Linked DNA regions of Mus musculus: regions 1, 3 and 4 are each linked to region 2. Evidence: chromatin contacts called from public ChIA-PET, HiChIP or PLAC-seq and promoter capture Hi-C data. All regions are on one chromosome and are shown on one strand. The core of a region is the stretch at or near the end of the contact, and the rest is flanking DNA. Distances in the headings are between cores, read along the strand shown. Region 1 holds the start of Usf1 (upstream transcription factor 1). Region 2 holds the start of Slamf6 (SLAM family member 6). Region 3 holds the start of Kcnj10 (potassium inwardly-rectifying channel, subfamily J, member 10). Region 4 holds the start of Pea15a (phosphoprotein enriched in astrocytes 15A).

The links. Promoter capture Hi-C pulls out the DNA fragments that hold promoters and counts their contacts. ChIA-PET counts read pairs in DNA pulled down with a chosen protein or histone mark. HiChIP or PLAC-seq counts read pairs in DNA pulled down with a chosen protein or histone mark.
Region 1: a contact with region 2 is called in a promoter capture Hi-C map of pre-B cells, with 2.6 times the contacts expected there. The contact joins the promoter of Usf1 here to the promoter of Slamf6 in region 2.
Region 3: a contact with region 2 is called in an H3K27ac HiChIP or PLAC-seq map of T-cell acute lymphoblastic leukemia, with 3 times the contacts expected there. The contact joins the promoter of Kcnj10 here to the promoter of Slamf6 in region 2. A contact is called at or near these places in 1 of 39 promoter capture datasets (hematopoietic stem and progenitor cells) and 1 of 115 datasets of contacts at active chromatin or transcription factors (T-cell acute lymphoblastic leukemia).
Region 4: an RNA polymerase II ChIA-PET map of memory CD8 T cells shows a contact between it and region 2, with 111 read pairs. The contact joins the promoter of Pea15a here to the promoter of Slamf6 in region 2. A contact is called at or near these places in 1 of 484 Hi-C or Micro-C datasets (B cells) and 1 of 115 datasets of contacts at active chromatin or transcription factors (memory CD8 T cells).

Annotation. Positions count from the first base shown.
Region 1 is chr1:171,409,892-171,412,601 of GRCm38.p6, reverse strand. Usf1 (upstream transcription factor 1) reads right to left here and starts at 1,289. Exons shown (of 10, transcript NM_001305676.1): 1 at 1,162-1,289. Arhgap30 (Rho GTPase activating protein 30) reads right to left here. Exons shown (of 12, transcript NM_001005508.2): 12 at 2,362-2,710.
Region 2 is chr1:171,915,894-171,918,775 of GRCm38.p6, reverse strand. It overlaps Slamf6 (SLAM family member 6), which reads right to left and starts at 1,314. Exons shown (of 9, transcript NM_001347186.1): 1 at 984-1,314. The coding sequence starts at 1,068. The region is part of intron 1 of Gm37065 (predicted gene, 37065); the gene reads left to right.
Region 3 is chr1:172,339,674-172,342,528 of GRCm38.p6, reverse strand. It overlaps Kcnj10 (potassium inwardly-rectifying channel, subfamily J, member 10), which reads right to left and starts at 1,319. Exons shown (of 2, transcript NM_001039484.1): 1 at 1,078-1,319.
Region 4 is chr1:172,205,439-172,208,258 of GRCm38.p6, reverse strand. Pea15a (phosphoprotein enriched in astrocytes 15A) reads left to right here and starts at 1,455. Exons shown (of 4, transcript NM_011063.3): 1 at 1,455-1,662. Gm17224 (a long non-coding RNA gene) reads right to left here and starts at 1,276. Exons shown (of 5, transcript XR_865735.3): 1 at 1-1,276.

The DNA of each region.
Region 1 (2,710 bases), core at 40-2,539, 510 kb after region 2:
GAGGAATCCATCTACAATGTTCCTGCCTTAGGACTTTTGACAACCAGCCAGAGAACGGGAAAAAACAAAGAACTGTACAGACAGATGCCACCAGAAAGAAACAGCTGCATAGGACAAAGCAATAAAATAATCTCAACAAGAAAGGACAAGATTTTTTTTAAACACTCTACCCGCAAGATCTTCCAAACCTTTCTAATCAAAGAAAAACCTTAGTTTAGCGGATAATGCGCCTCGGAAAGACCGTGTGCAAAGAAGAACGTTAACAACAATAACAAAAGGGAACTGAAAGTGAAACTGTCCGTAGAAAGTAAGGCTGCAAAGGGAGGCAGCGTCCGGATGTACGGACCACCTAGGGGGTCTCCATCCTCAAACAGGAGGAAGAGCTCCTCCTGAAGCTCCTGGCACGGCCTGCAGGAGGAGGCTATGAAAGAGACTGCAAGGCGCACGAGACAACCGTATAGCCAACAGCTGTCAGCGCAACTTCTGAGGCTACCCAGAAACGGCGGTAGGCTCCTTACTCAAACCTTGGTTGTATATCCGGAAGCATCCTGAGCATTAATAATACGTGATACGGAAATCAGCCTAGGATTTTGTGGTTTTGCATGCTCAAAAGGAGAGCCCAGCAAACGTCCTCACCAAGCACAGACGCAAAGGCAGAAATTTAAAAAACAAAACACCCCCCACCACCACCCACACACAAAAACCAGATCAAGTTCCCAAAGACTTCAAGCGCCCGGACCTTGCCCGAGAACGACGCGTCTCCCTGCAGGCCCACCGACTAGTAGTAGGCGCTTGGGGACCTGAGTACCCGGCAGGCGCGAGCCCCGCAGCCCGCGCGGTGACCCCGCCGGTCCCAGCCCAGCTCGCCTGCGCCCCAGCTGCTCCGCGGAGGAGAGACGGGGAAAGGACGCCGGGGACCTTCCCGGGCCTGCGGCTCGAAGCTGGATACCCACCGCAGGCGGCTGGGACGTGTGCACACCGGGGCGGGGAGCGAGCTCGGCCCACAAAGCAGGAGAGAAAGAGCCGGGCACGGCCCCCTCCCCCAAAACAAAGGCTCCGTGCCCAGGCGTGGCCTGGCCTGGGAAACGCCAGCCAAAGCAAAGGTGCCCCGCCATGCCGATCCACCGGCGTCCGGACTCCGGCCGGCTCCGACGCACTCACCGGGCCAGGCCGCTTCAGTCGCCGATTTCCCCCGGCAGCCTTCTCCGTCTTTGGATCTAGGTCTCTCCATAGACAGCTGCTCATGCGCAGTCCCAGCCTGCGGCCATGTTGGTGAGGGGCGGAAGTGTGCCCTCGACCCGCCCAGCCGACGGACGGCCCCCCGAGCTGCCACACTTCCGCTCGCTTCAAATCTGATGCCCGCTAGAGCGGATGTGGGTACGTGAGTGGTCGCAGGCTCTGAAGGGAAACAGACGGTATCCTTGGGGACCTCGCTAGAGGCCTTTGTTTTCAGTAAGAACCAGGAAAAAAAAAACCCGACTAAATTGTACTTCCATCCTTGTGGTAGGCGGAGCCCTTTTACTTCCAGTAAAAGGAAGTAGAGGGTGGAACGGCAATCTTAGGCGCCATCTTTCATAAGGGCAATGTGGGACGCCATCTTGGATCAGGGCATCACTTTGAGGGGGTTCCAAGTGGACTTTGGGACATTTCTGAGTGTACGTGGATCTGGGTATATACCTTTGTATTAACGTCAGCAATACTCCAAAGACCTCATAGCTTTTCCTCAGGCTCTTAAATACGTGTGGGGACGAGTTTGATTACCATTTTCTTCATTCTGGGTGTACCCAGAGTGATTTTGGAATAGTGAAGTATAATAGCAATAGCTAGAATTCAGATTCTGAAGCCATTCAGACTCTGAACTGACACTTTTTTTTTTTTTTTTTTTTTTTTGCGATAGGGTATTTCTATGTAGTCCTACATAAACTATGCTGGACTCGAATACACATAGATCTCTCCACTCCCAAGTGCTAGGATTAAAGACAGCCACCACACCTAGAAACTAACACTTCTTAACTCTGAGGTTTTTGATGGGCATTTTTACTTAACTACAGCTCAATTTCTTTGTAAAACGGAAATACCAATACCAACTTCACATCAAGTGGATTAAATAAATTCAAGAGCAAAGTTTTTATGCACACAAATCTGGCCCAATTCCTGGCATTAGATGAACATTATGTAAATACAGGTTTCTCTTCCTCATTTCTTGACCACCATGAACCCAGTTCTACTTTCTAGCTACAGTTTCCCATGACAACTGAGGAAGAATATCTAAATAAGAAAAAACAAGATATATACATTTTGGCAACTTTGGAATGTGATACCATTCACCCAAAACTTTAATAAGACAAAGTACATACACTGTTTAAATGTTAAAAAAAAAATTCAGCTTTTATTATCAAATACCCACCATTGCTAAATGGTGGCCTGTAGCCCCAGCCTGTGCAGAGACAGTGCTAGAGCCAAATTGAGTGACATTCCCTCTACTTTTCTTTTCCTTTTTCTTTTCTTTCTTTATTTATTTTATGTATATGAATGAGTACACCATTGCTCTCTTCAGACTCACCCGTAGAAGGCATCAAATTCCGTTACAGATGGTTGTGAGCCATCATGTGATTGCTAGGAATTGAACTCAGGACCTCTGGAAGAACAGTAGGTGCTCTTAACCTCTGAGCTATCTCTTCAGCCCAACATTCCCTTTTCCTAAAATGGG
Region 2 (2,882 bases), core at 65-2,564:
GTTCCTGAAACGCCCACAGTGCCGTGCATTCAGTGGTCATTTAGTGAATGGTTTATCAAATGACTTAATGAACCTTGCTTTCTTTTTCTTTCTGTTGTCAATTTGTCTAGATAGCTCTATATCTGCAGTATGTCTTGGTTTGTGTGTGTGCATGCACACAGGTGTTTGTTACTGAAAGTTTTAGTCAAGTGATTTGTTTTTATTTTTATTGGTTTTTTTCAGCTACCTGATGACTAATAGAATTTTCAAAAGTTATTTAAATTGCCATAGTCTAAGTTACTTGTAGCTATTAATAGAATAAATTCACAAACACGTTATGGACATCTAAATGTAATGCATGTTTAATAATTAGCTCATTTTCTGGAATAAAATAAATGCTAGGCTACCTATTGGTTCTTTTTTTTTTTCTTCAATGAATTCTCTCGGGGCTAGGTCTGTGTTAGTAGCCATTGCTTGATCTCCTGTTTTAGAACACTACGCTTCAGTCCAGATAGGCACCCTCTGAGTTCTTAAAGACAGTGAGAGCTTTCCAGATAGCAGGGAGAAGAAGCAGGCTCAGTCAATCCCTTCCTAATTGCAGTGTGAAAGCGTTGGTGGGTTTTCAGTATCTGAGCGAAGAGTGAAGCTCGGGAAAGATAATGAAGCCCCCTGAAGTCGCACAGTATCACAGTAGTTAAATTGTAGATCTTTTTCCCGCTTAAACTTATTTTTGTACCACAATACGCTGGTCACGAACAGTCCTGACTTACAAAGACTCATTTTCCATATCTCAGAAAACACTTCCCTTCCCCTTGGCCCCCAGCCGAAGTGTTTGCTCTGAATCAGTCCCGTGGCAGTCTGCGGGAAGCAGTTCGCTAGGACCACGGTGAGCTTTCTAAGTCTCTGAATAGAGAACTGGGCAGTCAACCTGACCAAGAGGAGCAAGGCATTCCAAAGAAGGAACTCACTCAGTGACTCAATCAGTTTCCACAGACGTTTTTTACCTGAGCCGAGGCAGAAGACAAGTGGAAAGAGCCAGACCATCCTCTGACAGGCGGAGTCGGGTGCTGGAGCCCTTGAGACAGCCATTCTTTCATAAGCTTGTCGCTGAGACTTTCTGTTCCCCTATTGATGAGAGCTCTTCCTCTATGTTAGCAAACCTTTGGTTGTCGTGATTAACTTCACACTTGGCTTACAAGAATATCTTTTGTAAGCTAAGACTCTTAGCAGTAGGGAACGTGGAACTTGAACGGGCCATCTTCTGTAACCAGGCAAGACTTCTGGTGGAGGGACTGGGACACCAACCCAGCCACAAAAACCTTCTACTTATGATTTGTCTTGCCAGCAAGATGTGCTGGGGTAAAGGTGACACAGAAATTGTGGGAGTGGCCAATCAGTGACTGGTCCATCTTAAGACCTATGCCAGGACGGGGAGCCCACTCCTGATACTGTGTGGAGAGCCATGAAGCAGAGGCTGGATAGCCCAGAGACACAACAAACAAACAAACAAACAAACAAACAAACAAACCAACCATAGCAAAACAAATCTGCTATACTTGAGGCAGGAGCCTAGCCCAGTTGTCATCAGAGAGGCTTCACCCAGCAACTGATGGAAACAGATGCAGAGATCCAGAGTCAAACATCCTGTGGAGCTTGGGGAATCTTGCAGAAGAGGTGGAGGAAGGATTGTTGGAGACAAAGGGGTCAAGGACACCTCAAGAAAACCTACAGAATCAATTAGCCTGGGTTCATGGGGCGCTCACAGAGACTGAAGTGGCAACTAGGGACCCTGCATGGTTCTAACCTAGGTGCTATATATATATATATATATATATATATATATTATATATATAATGATTATGTAGCTTGGTCTTCTAGTAGGACTTCCAACAGTGGGATAGGGGGCTGTCTCTGACTCTTGCCTGATTTTGGGACTCTTCCTCCTATTGGGTTGCCTAGTCCTTATGAGGGGAGGTACCTAGTTTTATTGCAACTGGATATGCCTTGTTTGGTTGATATCCCTGAGAGACTTGCTCTTTTCTGGAGCGAAAAGGAAGAGAACTGGATGGAGGGGGCTGAGGGAGGTGTTGGGGGAAGTAAGGGGGGAGGGGAAAGACTGGGAGGGAGGAGAGAGGGAAACTGCTGTCAGGGATGTAATATATATGAGAGAAGAATACCTTGAAAAAGAAAGGAAATACCTTGAATGATTTTAACTTAGAAATTTTTAGAGAGACTTAAATCGTGTCCTCTCTACGCACTTGAGAAAATGTTCACCTTGTCTGTGCCATCTTCTGTAATGCTTGTCAGATCTTACTCGTTTATAATGTGGCTCAGTTGTTATTTTTTTTTGCCCCAATCCCTGTGGTTCTGACCTCGGAAGATTCGGATGCTGGAGGCTTGGTCTCCAGTATGTTGATGCAGATGTGGTGGCAACTTTGAGAAGGTCCAAGTAGAAAAGTATTAGGTCATTGATGGTGCTCTGAGAGTGGGCTGTCAGGTATGCAAATGCCTTTGAACCACCCCCACGCCTACAGATAACCCCTCATCCGTGCACCTGTCAGTAACCTCAAAGAACTAATCCGGACTTGTGAGGGCTGTTTCTTTGTTTTGTTCTCAGTCCTATATGAGGTGATTAGAGATACTTGCTCAAATCTCCCCAGGGGGGGGGGGGGAGTCACAATTGGTGCCTGAACCGGGAGAAACAAAACAAAGTTGTGTCTGAGAGGAGGGGTCACATGACCCTCTGCTATGTGTGAGACACAGGCTACAGTGCATGATCCAACCGAAGGTGGAACATCCATTCGGCAATCCGTATATGATTACTCTTCTCTGGTTATATGGGAACTTGTGCCTCCTTGCTGTAGTGCCAGTTGTGTGTCTGATATGAGTAAGACATGCAACTG
Region 3 (2,855 bases), core at 70-2,569, 420 kb before region 2:
GTCTTTTACCATCTCCTGTCCTCTTGGACTACCTAAAGCCGCCTGTCCCATAGGGAGAAAAACATTTCAAACACCACAGCAAGGGCTCTCTGGCCAGAAACCTCTCATCAGAATTTGTATCGATACGCAACCTAAGCAGGCTTTAAGCTTTGCCTTCCCTTGGATCCAAATCTGTCTTTATTTCTGTGCACCCTCGCCTCTCTCCGTCAGCCTCAGTCTGCCCAGGGCACTTCAGTTACTGAAATGAAATCCCGAGATACCAGAAGTCCTACCCCTAAATTTTTTCTTTCCCAGGTTTGTCCTTCTGGCCATTCTGGGCCTCGGGTCTCCTCCCTAGAATCAGTTCCATCCTAACATGACTGCCCTTGGTCAGTCCCTGATGGGGCAAGACAGAGAGTGGGAGAGGGGATCCCTAAAGGATGAATTCATAGGCACTAATCTACCCTGCTCCAGAAGAAACATCTTCTTCTGAGATTGTCCTTGTGAGGCAATTTCAAGGATTGAGGGATGTCGGTAGGGAGGGGGTCTCAAAGTGGGAACCCAGAAGGAAATGAAGAGGGTCCCAGGCACATCAGGGTGACTGCGTCTTCTAATCTAGTGCTTGTCTTTCTCCCCATGTGTAAACAAACTGGTGCTCAGAAGACCGTCAATGAGTGTCACTGTGTGAATGTCACTGCAAGGGGGAAGGGCTGGAATCAGGAGTAACTTATCTCTACTGGGAGCAAGGGGCAGTGTCTCTATTCCTGTGTGGGTGGGTGCAGGCTTATGTGTGGTAATTAATTACTCTAGTAACCGGATGAGCCCCATGCAACTGCAGGTCTGCCAAGTGTCATGAGGAGGGGATATCATGGAAGCCCCTTTCTTAGATGGAAGACCCGAGGTGAATAACCTGAGTAAAGTACTCTTGATGAGGGGCCCTTCCCAGGAAAGTCCACTTGGAACTGCCAAGACTGAAGGAGGGAGACCCGGATTGTACTGATAGGGTACAACCAGCTTCCGTAGGGACCAAAGGGTTAGGGGGATCCGATGGATAAGTGGATAGGACCCAGCACTCCTTTATCAGGGCCAGAGTCTTACCTTGGCTCGAAGGTGAAGTGGCTGCTCTGATAAATCGCGGGGCAGCGGGACAGATGAACAGACGGGGCGGGCAGGAGCGGCGAGCGGAGCTGTGCGACAGGCAGGGCCAAGACTCTTAAACCCGGAGCTGGAATCAGATAAGGGTTTGTCCGGGGGCCGGGGCCGGGGTCGGGCCGGCCGGGGGCAGAGTTGGGCCGGGCCGGGCCGCCCCCTCCCTCTGCAGTGCCGAAGCCAAACTTTGTGTGAATGGAGGGGCCCGGCGGGGGTCGGGAGGGCGGAGGCAGAGGGGGGAGCTTGGAGCCGGCCAATGGCAGATCGGAGCGCCAGATCAGCGCCTGGGGATTGGAGAGATTTGGGCAAGGCAAGGGGCGGGGCTTAGGGGATAGGAAGCGCAAACCCAGACGGACTAGGGTGCAGAAACACTCGAAGAACAGAGACCCAGACAGAGTCCCGGAGAAAGAGAGATGAAGAGACGATACGCGTAGCGATAGAAGCCGAGCTGGCAAGATGACAGGGGGGAAGAGAAAGAAGAAAAGTGAGGCGGCCGTGTCAGAATGGAGGAACCAGGACGAGGGCCGCGGGGGCGGGACTGGGCCCCAGTTAATGAGGTGGAAATGAATTCAGGACGGGCTGCGACTGGGACCGAGACTGTGGCAGACTTGGCCTGGGTTCCTGGGGCTACAGGGCTCTGGCATCCTGTACAATTTCCAAGTTATTCGCTGTTCCCTGTGTAGAGAGTGCGGCGTGGGGTGCAAAAGAGGACCAAACATCATCTCCATCTGCAGCAACTTCTCCTGCAAGGAAAAATAAGCCGCAGTACGGTGCAAAGTGTGGGAGACATCCAAAGCTGTGGAAGAAGAAGGAAGGGTCACTATTTAGGGGGTTCCCCACAAATGTTCGAGGAAAGAGATAACGTCTACGTAGGTTCTAGGAATGCAGGAGGCCCAGGTCCAAGGAGATGGCAGAAAGAATACTGATGACAGAGGAACTGCCATTGTGAAGTCCTGTGGGAACACAGACACATCAGCTTAGGAAATAGCGTCAAACTCTTCCCATCCACTATGTACTCTCATTATCTGATCTGTTTTGAGTGATTTGTACCCTCTATCTGATGCATGGCATACACTAAAGAAGAAAATAAAGACGTCCCACTTTTATTCATAACAGACATTGAACTACATATCAATAGACTGCTTTACTTACTGTGTTAATATAAATTCAGGATTGAAAGCAGGGAAACTATATATATTTTAGTTTAGCTTAAAACTCTCAAAATGCATAAGATGAAGAATACATGTGCCTTTTGAAAAGGCCTCTTTGGGGCTGAGGGTGTTGTAGCTGAGAGGTAGAATGCTTGTCTTGGGTTCCATTCATCACCAGCACAGAAAGAAGAATGGGAGGGGGGAGGAGGGAGGGAGAAAGAGAGGGAGGGAGAGAAGAAGGGAGGAAGGAAAGGAAGGAAGGAAGGAAGGAAGGAAGGAAGGAAGGAAGGAAGGAAGGAAGGAAGGAAGGAAGGAAGGAAGGAAGGAAGAAGGAGAGAGGGAGAAAGGGAAAAACAGAGAAGTAGGCAAGGAACTACTTGAACAAGGAGAGGGCTGGCTAAAGGTTAGTTCTTAGAATCCAGGCTTGTTCAAGAAGGATGGAAGACCCAGACTAAATATATGATTGGTTGGTTGGCACATGAAGTATAGCCCGAAATGACTATCGGTAATGGAAAGCAACTGCAAGTTTTGGGGCAGTGAAGATTAAAAAAAAAAAATACAGAAAGAAGCTGGAGG
Region 4 (2,820 bases), core at 206-2,705, 290 kb before region 2:
AAGTATATAAAGCAGAAACCAGATATCTAATCGACCTAATCACATGTAATGGATAACTAATAGGTAATTGGGTATTAGGTTACATCATAAAAATATTATGGGATTCACTTCATATAGATCAAAAGATACTAGACTACATGTCTTTGATTTTTTTTTTTTGCACCTATCTGGTACCAGTCCCTAAAAACTTTATTATTCCTGATTCTCAGAAGAACCCTATGAAGTGAGACTGGTATCCTCAACTTTATGGACTTAATTTGTCTATGGAAACAGAATAAGTATAAAGTCCACATTCTCTGTGTTTTGCTCTGCCTCATTTGTCTCATGTAAATGTGGTATGTCTATGCAAAAGTGTACAGTCACTCTGTGTCTCAAAGATGGGTCAACATGATAGATTCCGACCCTACAGCGACTCAGAAACAAAAGCAACTTCTGAGGGTATATTAGTTACCCTCAAAGGAGCAATGGGCAGCCATGTGGGGGGTGGGGGTGGGGCTGGGGGTAAGAGGAGCAAAGAGAAGAACTATATATGAAACCTAAGGCACAGGACCAGGACCTGCTCCTCCCAGAAGAAGGGGCTCATCTTAGGCTTCTGGAAGGGTCTCTGATCAGCTGGACCTGAAGGCAAAATGGGGTGTTCCTGGTGGTGTGCAAACATTGAAGCCGTTCTCAGGGTCAGGCACTTGCAGAGCTGAGCTGACGCCCCTCATGGAGGTAGGGTGAAAATCGGATGCTTCTCCAATTCTCCCTCCTCCCTCCTCCCTCTTTCAGCCCGGCTGAGTGAGCCTCTGGAGGAGGAAAGTCCCTGAGGTGTAGGGGAAGTGAGAATTATCACACTGGGCCTAGGCAGAAGGACAGAGCTAGGAGACAGCTAAGTGTGGCTTTGTTGTCTATATTTGCATGCTGAGCTCATGGCTTTTTTCCTCCAGAAAATAAAATTACATCATAGTGTGTGGGGGTGTGGGGGTGCGTGTGTGGGGGTATATTTGGGAAAGGCAGGAGGTGCTCAGGGGTCCAGCTGCTATTATACACAAGAGCTCATGGCCCCGGGCCAAGTAAAAGAGATTTCCCTGTTGCTGCCTGCCCCTGTCCCATTTTTATTCCTAGCGTGGATAAACTTGACCGTTTCCTACTGAGTCTCTGATCTATAAGGCTAGGAAATAGGATTTCTAAATACCAAAGCGAAGTAGCTAAGAGAACCCAGAGGCCATAGGTCTTCCAAATCCCCCAATCCAAATTGATCTGCCTTCCAGGGGTCCTGGCCATCGTGACCAACCAAAGGTCAGAGGGCAGGAAAGTGACCCATTAGGAAAAAAACGAGGATCTTCTCACAGTTTAAGGGGAAGAGTCCATATTCCATCCCAGTCCTGCCCCCATCCTAGGAGCCTTCCAGAACCCCAGTCCCCAGTCCCTGTCCCCTCCTGCTTCCCCTCCCCCTTTCCTCCCCGCTCCCCGCCCCCCGCCCCTCCCCGGCTCTGACATCACCGGCCAGTCGGGTGGGGTGAGGCGGTGCTGGGCTCAAGCTCTGCTCCACGGGCGGAAGAGGCGGCGGCGGCAGGATCGGCGGCAGCGGTGGCAGGAGCCAAGGAGCAGGCTCCAGACGCTGCTTAGGAACCGGGGACCCGGGAGTGCCCGCACCCTGAGCTCTCAGCTCCGGAGGCGGTGAGAGGGGCAGAGGGAAGATGTGTCGTGGGGAGGAGGTAGATTGGGGATCTGGGTTTGGAGGGTCACGATCCCGGACGCAGGGGACAAATAGGGGAGCTTGAGGATTCAGACAGGTCCACGGTGTCAGGCTCCATGGGGTCCTTCTCTGTCCATGCATCCAGAGACTGGAGAGTGTCACAGGCAGCGTGGCTTCATCCGCCCATTCCGTGCTGAACAGCAGTTTGGGAGTCCGACGGGGCCTGGGGATTAGGATGTAGCCTGCTTCCCGCCCAGCCGGCCGAGCCAGGCCAGCTCCCGCCCCTCCCTCCTCGCTTTAGCTTCGGACTCGCCTCTGCAGGCGTCCAGGCTCAGCTCAGCCCTGCTTCAGTTCCTCCGGCAGCAGGCAACTGGTCTGGGTACTCTCACACCCAGTTTACTGCATCTGAGGAGAGTGGGATTGGTGGAAGCTTGCCCAGAGGAAAGGGGCTGGGGATACATAGGAATGATGTAGCCAATATAAAGACACTAATTTTTAAAACAATCCTTGTCAAAACCGACAGGGACAGAAACACACCTTTAAGAAAAAAAAAAAGACAGCCAACCACACAGTGACACACACCCATGTGACTTACACACATCCTCTCATACAAACCAAATCACAACACCCCTGCACTAGGCATCCACCCACCCACCACAACCCGTTTGTTACCTCCCATGTGGAGTCTCCTTGACCAGCATCAGTCTTAACACGAATGTTCAGTAGTGGGTGGAAAGGACCACTGTCCACAAACACACCCAGATTTTACAGTTTTAGTGGGCAATACCTCAAGGACTGGTGAGCCTGTGCTCTTACCTGGGTGAGGGGCTTCTTGTGACCTTTGTTGCTGACTGCCAGTTTAGAGCATAGGGTACCTGGGAGTGGCTAGAGCCTGGACATCAATATGGCCAAAGGATGGAGGAAGGAGTAGAAGCCAGGGAGAGGGTGAAAAGAATGAGTCAGCCAAGGATGGAACCCAAGTCAGGGGGAGAGAGAATGAGAGGAATGTGTGAGAAGACAGGGAGAGCTGACCAGAGAGCCACAGAGAAAAGGAAAGAGGTGGCCAGAGGCACAGGAAGGGTGCTGGAGAGGACGAGAATCTCAAGTTAGGGAGCCTTGTTTCTCTAGGTTCCTGTGTT